3 separate regions of the Mus musculus genome follow, and all the other regions are linked to region 2. Evidence: chromatin contacts called from public HiChIP or PLAC-seq and Micro-C data. All regions are on one chromosome and are shown on one strand. Each heading gives the region's core, a stretch centred on a gene start, on an enhancer-like site or on the middle of the called end of the contact. The rest is flanking DNA. Distances are from core to core; before and after follow the strand shown.

Evidence for each region. Hi-C and Micro-C count contacts between places; a contact is called where the count stands out from the background. HiChIP or PLAC-seq counts read pairs in DNA pulled down with a chosen protein or histone mark.
Region 1: a contact with region 2 is called in an H3K27ac HiChIP or PLAC-seq map of embryonic fibroblasts, with 3 times the contacts expected there. The contact joins two enhancer-like sites. A contact is called at or near these places in 3 of 484 Hi-C or Micro-C datasets (adipose-derived mesenchymal stem cells, myocytes and tail fibroblasts) and 1 of 115 datasets of contacts at active chromatin or transcription factors (embryonic fibroblasts).
Region 3: a contact with region 2 is called in a Micro-C map of embryonic fibroblasts, with 4 times the contacts expected there. The contact joins two enhancer-like sites.

Annotation. Positions count from the first base shown.
Region 1 is chr2:117,949,812-117,952,511 of GRCm38.p6, reverse strand. The region is part of intron 8 of Gm13986 (predicted gene 13986); the gene reads left to right. Among named protein-coding and RNA genes, the nearest start is that of Gm25308, 130 kb to the left of the region's middle. Within about 2 kb of position 1,356, at least 50 of the 459 cell types and tissues checked have an H3K27ac peak or open chromatin away from gene starts, as enhancers often do. A contact at or near this core is called in embryonic fibroblasts, where this site is marked.
Region 2 is chr2:117,651,193-117,654,084 of GRCm38.p6, reverse strand. No RefSeq gene overlaps it. Among named protein-coding and RNA genes, the nearest start is that of Gm32210, 52 kb to the left of the region's middle. Within about 2 kb of position 1,319, at least 22 of the 459 cell types and tissues checked have an H3K27ac peak or open chromatin away from gene starts, as enhancers often do. A contact at or near this core is called in embryonic fibroblasts, where this site is marked.
Region 3 is chr2:117,998,425-118,001,160 of GRCm38.p6, reverse strand. The region is part of intron 8 of Gm13986 (predicted gene 13986); the gene reads left to right. Among named protein-coding and RNA genes, the nearest start is that of Gm25308, 78 kb to the left of the region's middle. Within about 2 kb of position 1,305, at least 26 of the 459 cell types and tissues checked have an H3K27ac peak or open chromatin away from gene starts, as enhancers often do. A contact at or near this core is called in embryonic fibroblasts, where this site is marked.

The DNA of each region.
Region 1 (2,700 bases), core at 107-2,606, 300 kb before region 2:
CATCTTTTGGGTAACATACCCAGGAGTAGTATAACTGGGTCTTAAGGTAGAACTATTCCCAATTTTCTGAGAAACTGCCAGACTGATTTCCGGAGTGGTTGTACAAAATTTGCATTTTCCTCTACAGACAACTAGTTAGACCAGCACCATTTGTTAAAGACACTTTCTTTGTTCCTTTGTATGGTTTTGGCTTCTTTGTCAAAAACCAAGTATCTGTAGGTATGTGGATTTGTTTTGGGGTCTTCAATTCTATTCCCTTAATTTATCTTTTTTAATGCCAATACCATGCATTTTTATTACTATTGCTCTGTAGTACAGCTTGAGATCAGGGATTGTGATACCCTGAGAAGCTCTTTTATTATATAGGATTATTATTATTATTATTATTTTGCTATCCTGGGTTTTTTATTTTTCCATATGAAATTGAGAATTGATCTTTCAAGGTCTATGTTAGAATTTTGATACTTTATGTTTGTGTAGCTTGGTGTTTTGTTGAACTTCTAACAGTGGCAGTGAGGAGTGTCTGACTCTTTTGCTTGTGCTTGGGACCCTTTTCCTCCTACTGGCTTGCCTCATCCAGCCTTGATATGAGGGTTTAGGTCTAGCTTTGTTGTGTCTTGTTAGGCCATGTAGGGAGGATATCCCTGGGATGCCTGCTCATTTTTGTTAAAGGGAAATGGAAGAGGAGTGGATCTGAAGGAGAAAAGAAGGGAGGAGAGGGACTGGGATTAGTGGATGGAGGGCAAACTGCATTCAAAATGTAATGTGTGAGAGAAGAATATAAGAAAATAAATAAATAACCTAGAAAATTTCAAGCCTGTACTGCTTGAGTGAGCAGAAACTAACTTATTTTGGGGTGTGTGGGGGAAAGAGGTTGGCACAGAGTTGGTATGGATAAGGCAGGAAGTGTACAAACCACAGGTTGGCACAAGCCTGTGAAAGCCATCTGCATGTCTTCAGACACCCCCAAAGGCATTTGTCACCCTGCCCCCACTTCCCTCCCAAAGCTGAAAGCCTGTGCATGTGCCCCAGGGATTGGGATCCCAGGAATGTACCTCATGCTAATAATCCTATAATCTTCTTGGGCTGGGCAGAGAGCAGAGGTATTCCCAAATAGGACAGTGCACTCGAGGTCTGCACGTTTTTGTGAAGTCAGGAGAGGAAAATGTATAATGAGAAAATATTCACAATTTTTATTCCTTTCCCTGGCTCTTTCCTTTCTCATTTTCTTCTTTCTTTTTCATTTCTCATGTACATCTTGTGGGATGGCATCTTGGCTCTAGTTCAGGTACATTGCAGTGTGGTGGTGGAGAAGGCCTGCGGTTAGCTAGGTTATCCTGAACAACAACAAAGAAACTAAATACCCACTTGGAGGTGGTCCAGATGTTTCCCAGCGAGTCTTGCCCTGCTATAAGGCACAGAAAGCCCATGCAAAGGAGCCTGGAAATGTGGTTAGACCTATTTATTTTTCAGCACAGGGGGAAATTAAAAGCAGAAATCTGAATTGCCATTGAGAGTTAATTCTGAGTTAATTAATCCAGGGAGCGACTGCCACAAGGACAGCTCAGTCTGTCTAAACCTGGGGCAAGAGAGCAGGGCCCACAGTCATCCTCCTGTTGCAGTGTTCCTGGGGAGCTTTTTGCTGTCTTAGCACACCTGGCTGTACAGATGGACTGTGCACACCTACTTTCTTGTCATGGAGTTATACAGTCATTGGTGGCTAGCAGGAAGCTATAAAGTGATAAATGACAGAAAATGAAAAAACTTATAAAGGATGGTAATTTGTAATAAGACCACGATATCTTAGTACACTTAGAGGTGAGTTTTAAAATCCTCTCTTTTCTAGTTCACTACACACAGAGGTTACAACTGGCTTAATGCCACCAGTGCCTGGCACACTGAAATCATCAATCAATGAACGGAGACTATTTTAATCTCTTTGTTCTTGAACTTTCTTTTCAGAGATCTTTGTTGAGGTTGTAGAAGTCTCCATGAGAGAATATTTATAACAGTCTCAGGTACTTTTATATTTTAAGCATATTTTAATGCATTTTACTTTAGAACTTAACTGCTGTTGGATACCTCTGTTCTGCTCTGTTCTCTGTAAAGCAAGGTGTGTGTGTGTGTGTGTGTGTGTGTGTGTGTGTGTGTGTGTGATACTCTCAATTGTGAGAGATCCAAGTGGGACACTACAAGCCCTGTGTAAATGAAAGAGTCACACAGTGGACTTTGTTGCAGAGGCAACAGTGTGAGTGATCCCTATACAATGCAGACATTTCCTTGTTATTCCTCCTTTTGCTGATGCCTCCCCTCCCATCTCTCTGCTTTTGTTTTTCTGTAATTTTTAATTTTAGAAATGTAGAACTCAAAAGCATGGGATTTTTTGCATCCTTTTTTCTTGCTTAGGTTGCCAGTGCATTTTCTTTTTCTTCTCTCTTTCGTCTGCTCTCTATCTTCTCTGTCTCTGTCTCTGGGTGTGCATTCTTCCTCTCTTTATTTCCTCATTACTGCTTCTTCAATAAGACATTTTAGATATGTTTCCTCTATGAAAACTTCATATAAAAAATACTGTGTCTAGTGTCATTGGCTCTTCTACAAACCTTTAAAAAAATTGTCCTTTCCAAGGAACCAAAGGTAATTTCCCCCCTAAGTTGGAGACATTGCTCATCTTTTCTTTTATTTGTTTACTTCCTAACAAGG
Region 2 (2,892 bases), core at 70-2,569:
AGGAGAAGGAGGAGAAGGAGAAGGAGAAGGAGAAGGAGAAGGAGAAGAAGAAGAAGAAGAAGAAGAAGAAGAAGAAGAAGAAGAAGAAGAAGAAGAAGAAGAAGAAGAAGAAGAAAGAGAGAGAGAGAGAAAAGAGAGAGAGGGAGGAAGAAAGGGAGAAAGAAAGAAAGAAAGAAAGAAAGAGAGAGAGAGAGAGAGAGAGAGAAAGAAAGAAAGAAAGAAAGAAAGAGAGGGAAGGAGAGGGAGGGAGGAAGAGAGAGGGAGAGAGAGAGAAAGAAAGAAAGAAAGAAAGAAAGAAAGAAAGAAAGAAAGAAAGAAAGAAAGAAAGAGAAAGAAGAGGAGAAAGAGGAAGAAAAGAATGAGGAGAAGGTGGGAGGAGACGGAGGAGGAAGAAGATTGAGGAAGGTCCCCAGTATCAACCTGTGCTTCTTCACACACTATGTGAAAGCATACACTCAACATAAATTTTTTTTTCAAAAAAGAAATGTGCTTTAAGTCTATGTTCTCTAGACAGGTGGATCTCTGTGGAGCTCAGCCTGATCTACATAGTAAGTTGTAGGACAACTAAGGGTCTGTGGGAAAATGTTCTTTAAGGATACTGTTATTTAAATCTTAGCTATTTAGCAATAGCATCTTGCCCAAATTACAATGACAACTGAGCATAATGAAGACATTATAAGTAGTGAACAATTACCTAACATTTAAATAACATGGTTTGAACGCATCCTTCCCATGTCTGCTCTTGGTCTCACCTGTCAGTCTCCTCTTGAATTTTAGCTAAACACAGGAAATGCATAGGGAATGATTTTCTCAAGTACCCACTGCCAGAGTGTGTGTCCCAGGAATCACTTCCCTTCCCATTCCTCTAAGTGCCTAACGTGATCCTCACAGCAGTGGGCACAGATTTCCCTCTGGAGGGGAAACTTGCTACTTTAGTTCTCACTCGTCAAAGCCAGCATAGCCTGGACATCTCTCTTCACTAACGCCTGCCCCCATCAGATGCCCATCAAATGAACAGAGGCCACAGGTCAGAAGGAATGCCAACAATGCAGATAAATCCTGATAACTGGTGGCGGAATGAATGAAGCCACATAACCAGGAAGGTAGCTGTCAAAGTGAGCAAAGGCTTTGGGGGAAACTTGGCTACAGTGACTGTAACTTACAGCACCTTTCGCCTGAGCCAAACAGGCTGCTATTTCATAGCTAAAGTCCTCACAGGCATGGGACAAATTCCTTTGTTCTTTGTGAGCTGCTTAGCAAGGTAAAGCCATCCCCTGTGGCTGCTGGAAATGGAAGTAGTCATGCATTTTCACCAATAGGAATGCATTCAAATGGCTGTGGGGGAGCTGCTGAGCCAAGCCAGGGCATTGAAGAACCCTCTGACTTCTTATGGGGATGGATCTGTTGACTGGTTTCACACTCAGAGTTTCATAGTCAAATAAATCTCACAAATCAACTTTTTTAACATAACTATTTCAGAACAATCATTGCCTGCTACCTACTTTCAGGCTGGCAAGGGCCCAGGAAAAGTCCACAGACAGAAATGGGAAGAGTGGGATTCTATCATAACTCTGGACTCCACCTCTGACCTGCTGGTTGACTGGACTCTGCATTCACTGTCAGCCAAGTTCTGCATCCCATGGTCAAGCTCAGCTCTGACTGGATTTTTCTTTCACTCTCCAGTGTAATTGTAGAACAGCTGGTGTCCTGCTGATCCCAACCAGAGGTGGGAAACATCCTTGGCTTAGGGACAGGAGCTTCCCAGTCCTGTAAAAGAACAATAGAAATTCCAGGAAAGGCTGAGGAGGAGAGTCATGAGGCTCTGTGTCTGACATGGCATTCCATGTGTGTGTGGAATGCATTTCCATGTAAAATAGAGTTTGAATATTTGGAGAAAAACATTAGAGAATGGTGAGAGTTTACTCTCATTAACAGCCTTCACTCAGGAATCTTGACTCTTCCACACACTATTAACAAATGTGAAGATCATGCTTTAGAACACAGAGTTCAGAATCAGTACAGTGTTCCTTAAATCCCAAAGTTCCATCCATCATTAACTGAAGACCAAAGGGAGAGAAGCTTAACATTTGTACTCTGCCCAGCTTGCTGAGAAGTTAGATCATAACTCAGCTATCTTTCCACTGTGAGCCTTCACAATAGCCCCTTTACCTATGTTTCCAGTGGTTTTAATTTAGAAACCATATGATATATTTGACATAAATGCCAAGGAGATTGTAGGTAATTGTTGATCATTGGCAGTAAACCAGACATAGGGCAATTATGTATCTTGACAAAGTTAATAATTGGGCTGATAATGAGCTTAAAACAGAATCACATTTTTACTTTGTGCCTCCTGTTCTGAGTCATGCGAATAACGTCTTGAATGACTCCCTGCCATGAGTTTATGATCTGTACCAAAGGAAGTCTAATAGCTCTTTTTACTCTCCTATGTTTAATATGAGAGCATTCTCAAGCAAAGTCTGGGCAATTATTAGTATAACAATTATTAATTTATGAAATGCTTAAAATTCTGGAATTTAAATGTGGGGATGTGTAATTATGTTAGGCATAGCTTTTACTGTGGGTCATGGTCAAAAACACAGGAAAGACACTGGCCCACTGAACAAATAAAACGTTGATCTTTTAATTAGTGGAATGTATGTTCAAGTCTGTTTGTTTCCTACAAAACCCTATTCTGAGTTAAAGTCGTTAAAATACAGCAAGCTACCTATAAAACAAAAGAAAAGAAAACAAAACAAAAAACAAAAAGCAAAAGAAAACCACACAGCTTCTCTTTCATCCCTTCAATCACTACTAATAGAGCGAACTTGGCCTGTTTTGTTGACAGTTCAACATAACTCTCTACCTTCATGGCTACGAGTCCAGATCAGG
Region 3 (2,736 bases), core at 56-2,555, 350 kb before region 2:
AATGAATGTGCAGTCTTAAAGTTAGTATTAGTAATTAAGATTGGAATAAAAGAACCTAGGTTTGTCTTGGTTGGTTATCAAAGAAAGTAGCATGATTTGGGAAATTGCTGCCAAGGAAACCATCCTATTTTGTGAATTTGCTGTTACTAAAAATGCTAACATTGTAGAAAAACAAAAGTATTTATGTGTTTCTACCATTGTGTAATGAAGCAGATTACTAAGTTTTTTCTTCTTTGCCCATCAAAGCAGCATTAGAATAAGAATCTGTCAAATCTGTGTTGGGGATGTTAGATCAGAACAGGCTTCTTATTAGTCTTTGGGGCAACTGTGATGTTGGGAGCCACATGTCCATCCTAAATAGGCACAATCTATCTTTAGGGTAACTTCTCACTGTCTTCTCCCCTTTTATATTGGGAGCCCTACAGATCACTCTCATGTAACATGTAGCATTTTGGTCTCCAACTACATGTTGGATGCAGTGTTAGGTTGTGGGTAGGCATCCAAAGATATACAGGCCTAAACAATTGTGCCATCAAGGAGTTGAAAATCTAGCCAGGGAGATAACATTAATTATTTAGTGTAACCATGTACACTGCTTTTGTAATAGTACCACTTAGAAATTGCAATTAGGTGCATTATAAGACAATTTAGAAAACACTCAGCAACTAATGACCCTAGGTAGTCATTCTCCAAATAGCCATGTAGACATCACCCTTTAATTACAGTGCTGTGAGTCTTTACTGGCAAAGTCATGAGATGATACACTGGCAGTCTACCTGAGCTATTAGCTAGAAACGTTTTTCCTGAGGACACAGACTTTAGAATACAACTTGCAGAATAAAGAAAAGTTGGCTGCAGGAAAAGGAGGGCAAGATGAGGACTACAGCCATCCTGGCAGAGGCAACAGAATGAGCAAAGGTCCTGGAGGTCTTTGAGACCAAGTTGCAGTGGAGATTTGTAAGCTCTTTCAAAGGTCCTCTAAATTCTCTGCTCAGTCTTTTCAATCAAAGAGGGTTCATTGTGTTTTCAGCTCCCCTGCACACTTATATTTCTAGCTCCCCCACCCCCCTTTTCTGTCTCCTCTGTTCTTACTTCTATGTCCACACTGGTCAGCTGCCACATAAAGTCTATGTGTTTACCAGCTTTTTCTCTGACCCTGCTCAGCAGAGTTCTAGTAGAAGTTGTATGTGTCTAGACAAAAGATTGGACAGTCTTTGTGAAGGTAAATGTTTCAGGTCTGACTCAAACGGACGGAGAGCCAAGAAGGGGATGATAAGGCTGATGGGAACGATCTCCTTAATGAATAGCAATAAAACACAACCCAATGGTGAAGGCGAGTAATAGCCTTGGCGTTTCCTGTGGCTGAGGCCCCAGACAGGCTCACGGCAGCTTCTGGGGCTAAGATGCTGGGAGGTTATTTCATTTCCTCTTGCCTTAGTGTTTAACACTTGCCTTTCTCTCCTCTAATCTCTCTTCCCAATGCCTCAGGCTCTGAGCAGTGACTATTTAGTTTTCCAGTGGAAATATTGTCTGTTTTAAGTAGGATAAAATGTCCAGGTTATATAGTACCTAGGTGTGAAGATTATTAAATAAAGGTATCTTTTCTGTTATCTTAAAAAAAAACCCACCTCTTTGAACTAGGTGTGTTTATTTATAAGATGGCTGGAAAGCAGAATCTATGATGGAATTAAAGGCTGGTCAAGTATCAGGTTACAAATTATGTGGGAAGGTGGACATTGAGAGAAAACCTCTCCACTCCCCGAGTCATCTCCAGGTGGTGTGTTATCCATGGTGGAGGAGTTTACAACTTAGGTGTGTATAGGACACCTCCTCCTAAGGGCACAATGTAGGAATAATCTTCCCAGAAATTGGGGATAGAAGTAAGCTTTAAGATAGCAGCCAAGAAACGTATTTGGATTTGTTTGTTTGTGTGTGTGTGCATGTGTGTGTACATGTGTGTGTGTATGTATTGGCTAGTTTTGTGTCAACTTGACACAGCTGGAGTTATCACAGAGAAAGGAGCTTCAGTTGAGGAAATGCCTCCATGAGATCCAACTGTAAGGCATTTTCTCAATTAGTGATCAAGGGGGAAAGGCCCCTTGTGGGTGGGACCATCTCTGGGCTGGTAGTCTTGGTTTTATAAGAGAGCAGACTGAGCAAGGCAGGGGAAGCAAGCCAGTAAAGAACATCCCTCCATGGCTTCTGCATCAGCTCCTGCTTTCTGACCTGCTTGAGTTCCAGTCCTGACTTCCTTTGATGATGAACAGCAGTATGGAGGTGTAAGCGGAATAAACCCTTTCCTCCCCAACTTGCTTCTTGGTTATGATGTTTGTGCAGGAATAGAAACCATGACTAAGACAGTGTATAAGATACGTTGTTTGCTTTTACTGAGTATTCAAGAGGGCATCTTGGGTACCACACAGCAGCTCCTCATTGCCATCCATCACCTGGGAAGCTAAAAGATGCTCTTGGAATCTAGTTCTGTTTTCAGAGTGTGTGGCTATAGATGCTTTAGAGAGAACATTAGAGTATAGAATGGGGGGTGGGGTGACTCTGAGAGGCTGGATTCCACAGGCTGGGAGTTAGTGCGACTATCTTACAGCACCTCACCTGTGACTGAGACATTTCTGAATATTAAAAGATGAGCTGAAGTTGATCAATTAAGACAATAACATCTCATGCATGTGAGTTTGATATCGTGTCTTTCTTTTTCCCTTTCTCTTTTCTTCACTTGCT